Regions from separate parts of the Rattus norvegicus genome. Here region 2 is linked to region 1. The links are chromatin contacts, called in public Hi-C maps. All regions are on one chromosome and are shown on one strand. The core of a region is the stretch at or near the end of the contact, and the rest is flanking DNA. Distances in the headings are between cores, read along the strand shown.

Region 1 (4,032 bases), core at 783-3,282:
TGTTAGGAATTGCATTTCTGAAGCTGTGACCAGAATCTACAGGCAACGACTTGCTAGTGAGGTGGACAGATGACACAGCCAAGTGGTTGGAGACTTGGGGTCACACACGTCACCTGAAGACTACCGGAGATCTTGTGGGATAAAGCTGCATTCATTACCTTAGTTGTAGTGACAGTTTCCTGGGTGTATAGATATATCAATGCACAGTAAATGTGCAATTTATGAGCCAATTTTAACTCAATAAAGCTGTTTTAAAAAAAAAAATCTCAACACTGTGCCATCCCTTATAATTCCAGGGCTGTGGAGACAGAGGCAAGCAAGCCCTTAAGGAGCCCTTGCCATGGTAATGTGCCAGTGAGACAGTGTCCCAAACACAAGGAGGAGACTCCCCAGAACATCACACCTTTGCTCCTGGTGTTATCTAGGTCTCGACTCCAACCAGAAATCACTCCCTTCCCACCTTGTGGCCTTACTCAACCCCATTACTGATGTCAAAGCTGCACCCCTAAGTGTTCCCACACGATGAACAGAGCTTTAGCATAGAGCTTAGCATGGCAAACAGTATTTGCTAAATCTCTTCTCTCCAGTTAAAGCTGCTTTCAGGATGTGCTGAGCAAGGGCCATTAAAAGAAAGCAAGACAAGCTGTCAAATACACCTTGAATTCCAGCACTCAGGAGGCAGGAGCAGAAGGATCTCTGAGTTCAAGGTCAGCCTGTCTACAGAATTAAGTTACAGGACAGCCAGGGCTACATTGAGAAACCCTGTCTCAAAAAAAAATGAAAAAATAAAGGAAGAAGTAACAAAGGAAAAGAAAGGAAAACAAAGTTGGCTGTTTTTTTTTTTTTACTTCAAACAGCTGACACATATTAAATGCAATTTATTTTTCTGAGATTTTTGTTGTCGTCGTTGTTGTTGAAAACGGGGTTTTGCTACACTGCCACTAACCTGCAAGCTATTTGCTACTTAGCTTCCCAGAGGGCTGGGATTATAGGCCTGTTGCCAAGGTGCTGAGGGACTTGTAAAAATGAAAAGAACTGCTATGTCAATCACATTGTCAACCTACATACTTTGGAAAGCCGGTCTGTCACTTCAACCTCAGTGGAAGCCCTGATTGTTCTCCATTACACCAGAACACTGGATTTTCCACCACCCAGCAAAAACTCTAGAAGTGCTGGGATAAACGTCAATGAGTCCCCAGGTCCAGCACTGCGCACTGCAGAAATGAGTGCAAAACACACGGACTCGATAACTTCAAGTACCAGGAAGTGGGTGCTCTAGGAGATTTTGGTTCCCACTTGAACTAGCAATCCCTATTTCACTCTGACAGTTGTGCTGTAACCAAACTGTACTAGCAAATGTCCACTGCTTTTTCTTACTGACACGACAGGCCGCTTAGAGACAAAATGATTCAACTTTCTGAGTTAGAAAGCCGCCGGTGTTTACATGTGGGTATTATTCTGAAAGTGCAAATTACCTAAAAGAGATGGGATTCCTATCATCTGGACCTTTAACGACCACTCCTGTAGCTCCACCTGACCGAACAGCAAAAACCTGAGGAAAAGAGGCAACATGAATGGTCAGACTTTATAAGGACCTAGACTCAGCCTTTCAAGAATCATGTCTACCGTACCACATCCTCGATTCATCCGAACAAACAGGACATGCTTAGACGAATTTTAAGACCGCAGGCCAGACTCTGGGACTGACCGTCTGAAAGCCAGCTCGCACACTGACACCGCCCATGCACTTTCACTCGCGTCTCAGCTCTGGTACAATACACCCCGCACTCTCGGCGCCGGTGCAGAGACACTCCGGCGTCTGGGCGCCCGGCCCCCGCCGTGGCCGCCGCTCACCTGCTTGTTGGCCTCGTCGAAGAACACGCAGTTAACCGGGTTCGCCTTCTCGAACTGCACTGGCCGCTCGCACAGCTCCAGGTAGTAGTCCTCGCTGCCCATGGCTGGGACCGGCGGAGCTCGTCCGTAGAAGATGCAGTCCAAGAACCGGGTCGCCGCTGGGCCGCAGCCCTAGGCCCCGCCCCGCCCTCCACGTGACCGGGCCAGCGGCGCCTCAGTGAGCGGGGGAGGGTCCCAACACCGAAGACACGCCCCCTTGTAGGAGGGAGGAGGTCGGGTCACGTGACCCGGAAGCCTGCGGGCTGCTGGGAGGACAGCCTGGTTTCTAATTTGCTTACGGGTGGTGACATTCTGCGTCGCCTACGCCCAGGGTTCTGTTCTTGTCTGTTTAGTCGAGAGATGAGGCAGGAGGCTAACTGTAAGCGTGCAGCAAAGATCTACGAGCCAGGATTGATTTCTGTGTTCACCTCAGGACCTCCCTCACGCCAGGCAACTACATTACTCAACGGAATTCCGTGTTTAGCCCCAGAAACTGATTTTTTGAGCAGTCTGCCTTAGCCATACTGGCAAGTACTGTGATCTGCTAGGATGTTAGGGACTAGATTTCGCCCCTCCCCTAGAATTTACGTGTTGAAGTTTTAATCCCCAATATCTCAGAATGTGCTTGAAGCTTCAAAGGAAATTAAGGAAAACTGAAGGCATCAGGTAGGTCCCTAAGCCAATGGGACTGGCGCCTTTATTTAAGAGGAAATAAAGGGAGATTAGGGCATTAAATTTCCAGCCAGCCAGGTGACCATCCACAAGCCGCTAAGGCCTAGAAGAAACAGCCTTAGTCCAGGGAGATGGCTCTCAGTATGATGACCTGAGTTTGAGGAGCCTTGCCTTTCTTGTGGCGCCCCCTTCTGGCCTGACATTTATTTCTGTTTTCTGGAGGTTTGCCTGTGGAATTCATTTGCTACATGGCAAATACCTTTTTTTCACTTTCTTTTATAGATTTAAGTTTGGTAGTGCGCGTGCGTGTGTGTGTGTGTGTGTGTGTGTGTGTGTGTGTGTGTGTGTGCGCGCGCGCGCGCGCGCGCGTGTGCGCGCACGCACATGCTGGCGGGTATGTCCACACAAGTGCAGGTGAGCTTAGAAGCCAGAAGAGGGTATGCATGTTAGGCAAGCACGGTAGCACTCACCTCCAAGAACTGGAATTACGAGACTGCTCAATGACTTTTGTACCTTCTGAAAGCTTAAGTATTGGAACATGGAACAAGAGTTATCAAACTAAAACTCTAGCTTGCATTTTTTGTGAAGTCCTTTTAACTCTCAGGAAGGGGCTGGAAGAGTACCGAAGGCAGCCAAAACCTAAGGCCTCTGAAGCGAGGGCTGGACACTACCACTTTGCTCTACCAGGGCTATGCTGCTTTAAAAGTGATAAGGGAGGGGGCTGGGGATTTAGCTCAGTGGTAGAGCGCTTACCTAGGAAGCGCAAGGCCCTGGGTTCGGTCCCCAACTCGGGGGGGGGGGGGGGGGGGGGGGAAGAAAGTGATAAGGGAGGGGAGGGAAAGAAAGTGATAAGGGAGGGGAGGGGCGGAAGGTGTTTTAAAAACAAAAACAAACAGTAGGGCTCAGAGCCAACTGAGCTCCCTAGCACCAGTCTTTCTATGGCATCTAAGGGAGATTCCTACCAGGGAAGAGGTGAGCTCAGATTACTTGGGAGTGCAGCCCTCAGGCAGCAGAGCCAACTATTGGGGGCACTTGCCTACCCTGACACCCCAAGGGAGGAGGGAGCAGTTCTGTGGCTGGGTGGTTCCTTCTCTTCATTGTTTTACTCTTGGACTGTTTTCCAGGGCTCAGAAACTTTGGCCTGTGAAAAAGACAGCTGTGCATACTTGTCCAAGAAGCCTAGAAGGTGCTTCTGACACTTTCTAGACCCCAAAAGTAGCACAGACTTTCCTGTTGCTGCTTTTGTTTCAATTTTTGTTGCCTATTCTTTGTCAGACCATGTGAGATGACTAAAGGACCATTCACCATAGTTCCTTAGAGTTTCCGGCAGCTTCTCACTGTAGCTGTTTTCATGACTTCTGTTTTCGTCTTTGAACTTTCTAAACCTTTTGGTTAGAAAACGAGCACTGATAATATAAGAGGAGCTGGCTTCAGAAATATGTGTGTTGCAGGGTGGTGGTGGCCGCA
Region 2 (4,032 bases), core at 1,125-3,624, 77 kb before region 1:
ACCCAATGTGGTAGGTCAGAACTGACTCCTTCCCGTAAATTAGAAAATGTGTCTCAAAAATAATAAAAAGTTGGAATGTGGGCAGAACAAAATCCTGTCCTGAGTGCTCCCTACTGTACAAATCACCTAATATAATAAACTACATATTGTTTACAATTCACTGAACAGCTATTAGATGTAACCTGCTGGACGTGGTGCTGAGAAGCAGCGATTTACAAGACAAAGGCCCTGCCCTCTCTGAGCCTCCAGGACAGTAAAGATCTGGCTAAATATAAAGCCATCTCAAGCTGAGAGAACAGCAAGTGCTACTCTCATTAGGAGACCCAAAGCCTGGAGTGGCCCACCCCCTTTGAGTCCCCAGAATTACACCAGTGGGGGACTTCCCTAATGGCCATCTCATCTTTTTTCAGGCCAATGAGCTGCCAGCAGAACTAACCAAGAATGAACATATACTGCACCTCCTGAGGCAGAAAGAAGGACCTGGGAAGAATGAACTCGGATCCGTCTTAGATAGATAGGAGCTTGGGCCACAGTGTCCAGAAAGAAATGGTTCCTAACCACGTTGGAAATGAAGAACGAATGTGTGCCCTGTGGGATTGCACATTGTGCGCTAACCCAGGAAGGGCTCAGGGTCCACCTCTCTTTATTTACAGTGGGTTTCTCGCACTGCCCTGTAACTTGGCCCTCGGGGACGTGGATAGTCACAGATTCCACAGAAACTTTACAAGTATGCTATGGTGAGTCCCTAAGTTCAATTCCAGGTTGGACATGGTTTTAGTGCTAAAAAAGGAAACAAAAGCTTCATTCTTTAAGAGTCAGAGGCCATCCTTTCAATGAATCAGTGCATATTTACTTTGTGCTTAGTGTGGCTCTGCTAAAATACAATGCCTCCCTAATAGTTGCATTTGTCCATTCACTCACTGTATTTTCTACCACTCAAGGATCAGTTGTGATTGTTGTGAACCAGTGGATACATAAGCATCCGCTATTTAAGATCCACTTCTGACATTCCACTATGTGCTATGCAAAGATGGGCCGTTAACACACAAAAAAGATAAACCGCTTGATGGTAAAACCTCCTCTTTTTCCTAACGTGTAAAGTCACTGTCACACATTGTCAGTGTGTGAAGACGCCAGTGGGAAATTGAAAACCCCAACAGCTGCAAACCACAAGTCTCTTTGAGTGTTGACTCCGGTTGCATGATCTGGAGTCCAATTCCCAAGGCACAAGTGAAGGCACAGTACATTGGGGAATATGGAGTTTCCCACAGCCCAGTCTCTGACACTGACTGTGTGCTCACTGGGTGAACTGGGTATGCGTGAGTACTGCTGCTGTCACTGTTACTTCTGGGGACTATCCGTAGCAAAGGCAGTTGTTATTATTCACCGGTGCTCATTTATGCATGCTCATGGGTGAACTGGTTCCAACAAAGAACCACAAGTTCACCAAACTGTTTGAGGAGGGTCTAAAGTCGATGCTCAATGCACTTTCAATGGTGTCTAACTGCCTCTGTCGGTGCCTAACTGCATATACAGAAATCAAGCACTCTTCTATAACGCACCATATGAAACACTAACAGCCCTTCTCACGCTTAAACACGTAGCCACTGTTCTTGCTCATACTGTGCTCCAGGTTCCAACCCGTGGTCCCTATGTAAAGTCATAAAGTCATTAAGATGGAGAGAAAAGTATTCCTAAGAAGGTTTTACTTAACTAACATGCAGTGGGATGAGAAACACTACCTGTAAGTGTGTAAATGCCAAAATGGAACTTTTGAAATCAGAAGACGGTCTCTTAAAAATTGTTTATGATAACTGCAATCAGACTGATAAGCACTGCTAACAAGGCCAGTGTCAAACTGCACACAGCCCTCAGAGAAGGATGAAGTCTGATGGGCTCTGCAGAAATCCCCAGTCTAATTTCAATAACTGTTTGAAAGCTGTGCGTTGCCACAACACCAGACACAAATATTTTAGTAACTGAAGATCAGTGCCAGTATCCCCATTGGCAGCCTTTTACTCAGCAAAGTTATGCAAATACACATTTCCTCCATGGGAATTTTGAAATGCTACATTCCCCTTGAAGGAGAAATTAAAGTGGACTTAAATGTTTTGCAATTTCCCCCTTTATTTAGCCCTACACCAGAACCAGTTGTTTATCACAGGTCTGAAAGAAAACAGTATTGCAAATACCACCACCACCACCAACAACAGCAGCAACTACAACAACCAAAAAAAGCCAAAAGATAGTATCAGAAATGTCATGTTTTTCACTAAAACCTCTTGATATTGACTTGTTCCTCCTATGAACCATTTTAGGGCCATGAAATCAGTTCAGCATCTTTAGCAATACCTAATAAAGACCTTTGTACTGTGTGAAACAGAAGTCTGGATTAGCTCGTGATCTAGAGGCAATGATGATGCTATCCACGACAGGCAAGTTGGTTTAGAAGCTACCAAAGACTGAACAAGATGTCTGTTGTTTCAGAAACCGTGTTTCCATTTGCACACATGTAAAGGACTCTTTACCTTAGACTTGTTGGCAATCCAGTCAGCCTTTATCCAAAGGCTTAACATGAGCAGTTCCTCAAACAATCTGTTTAGCTGAACTACAAAAGTTTGCCACTAAATCTGTCTGTTTGACAACTCATTCCATGTTATACTTAAAATAAAGTTAATACAACCCCCAGGTTGCCTTTGTTGCCTTTTTATTAGCAGGTGTCATTTCTGTGGCTTTTAAAGCCTCTTTTCATATTTATTGTTTGTGGGCACTGCGGTACTCTTGAAAGTCAGAAAACAATACAGGGGCTTCTCTCTTCCACCGCAGTTTCTGGGAATGGAACTTGGGTCCTCAAGCTTGGCAGAAGGTGTCTTTACCGCTGAGCTATTTCACTGGCCCCTGTGTGATTTGGAATAGAATAAAATTTCAGAGTGAGTAATTCAACTCTATTGATAAACAGGCTGGAGTTTAGGATCCCAAACTTAGAGCTTCACGTCACTAAAGAATTAATCAACTATTGTTTCATTTGCTACAAGTACCTGAGCAATTCCCAAGGTTTTCCACTGAGACAAAACTTCCTGGGGTAGCCTGGGGTAGCCACTAAAGATATTCAAGAGAAGCTCCCAGCTTTTGCTGTTATTGCTGGGGCCACTCCTGGCCCCTCAGCGCTTTGCAAACTTTCCCTTGTGAAATAGCTGACCAGTTTGCAGAACCTGGGGACCAGTTTTATAGCAGAGACATTAGGAATCCACAGAAGACCACCGTGGTGGCTCTGGATTCCCTCTGTCCCACCCTCCATGACAAGAAGCTGCATGCCATCTTACCCTGATGTGGGAGGAATGGCGAGGAAGGAGGGAAGAATAACCCAAATACAGGCTGCTCGGAGGGATGGGGATGCTGCAAACTTGACACGGGCCTGCATTTGACGGAAGACACTGAGTTCCTCACTGCTTAGCAAGGTGGTCATGGTGCAGGAACTGGCCGAATGCCCTAAGTGGTTCCTGGGAGAGGGCCTGGGTCACAGGTTAATAAAAAGCAGATGTTTGTTACAGGATACTTGGGTGGTAAGGACTTGGTGTAGACAATCTCACTTGCCTACTGACATATGCAGTCAGCGCTGTAGAAACTGATGGGAGTTTGGAAGACAGAACCTGGGCTCTGGCAGCCCAGACTCAGCCATCCATCTTCAAGGAGCCAACTAAAGAAGCAAGGGATAGTGAAAAAGTAAGAGAGGAAGAGTCCCTGTGATCCCCTCCGCTGCCCCAGCACATTTGGGGAGTACTGGCATGAGGCTGAGGTTTAAATAGAGACCAAGAGACTAAGGTCAGTCAGCTCCTGCCCACCACTGCCTGAGCTCCAGTCTGTACTGATAAGTGCTTGGGCAATTAGAGTTGTGTGAATCACTTCCTGGACAGGAGTTTCTCCTCTGTCTGGCATCAGAGCTGCTCCCAGTATGAGGTTCTGAGGAAATTCCAGTTTGTCTGGGACCATTGTGTTAATAGTTTGTTCACCAAAGTGGGAGATACAAGCTTC

Evidence for each region. Hi-C and Micro-C count contacts between places; a contact is called where the count stands out from the background.
Region 2: a Hi-C map of liver shows a contact between it and region 1, with 2.1 times the contacts expected there. The contact joins the enhancer-like site here to the promoter of Rmc1 in region 1. A contact is called at or near these places in 9 of 12 Hi-C or Micro-C datasets (the A7r5 cell line, Schwann cells, frontal cortex and 5 more) and 1 of 1 datasets of contacts at active chromatin or transcription factors (oligodendrocytes).

What each region holds. Positions count from the first base shown.
Region 1 is chr18:3,632,604-3,636,635 of GRCr8, reverse strand. Rmc1 (regulator of MON1-CCZ1) reads right to left here and starts at 2,032. Exons shown (of 20, transcript NM_001009638.1): 1 at 1,855-2,032; 2 at 1,476-1,552. The coding sequence starts at 1,956.
Region 2 is chr18:3,709,708-3,713,739 of GRCr8, reverse strand. Ankrd29 (ankyrin repeat domain 29) reads left to right here. Exons shown (of 10, transcript NM_001190372.2): 10 at 411-2,681. The coding sequence ends at 518. Among named protein-coding and RNA genes, the nearest start is that of Npc1, 12 kb to the right of the region's middle. Within about 2 kb of position 2,374, at least 6 of the 93 cell types and tissues checked have an H3K27ac peak or open chromatin away from gene starts, as enhancers often do. A contact at or near this core is called in hepatocytes and liver, where this site is marked.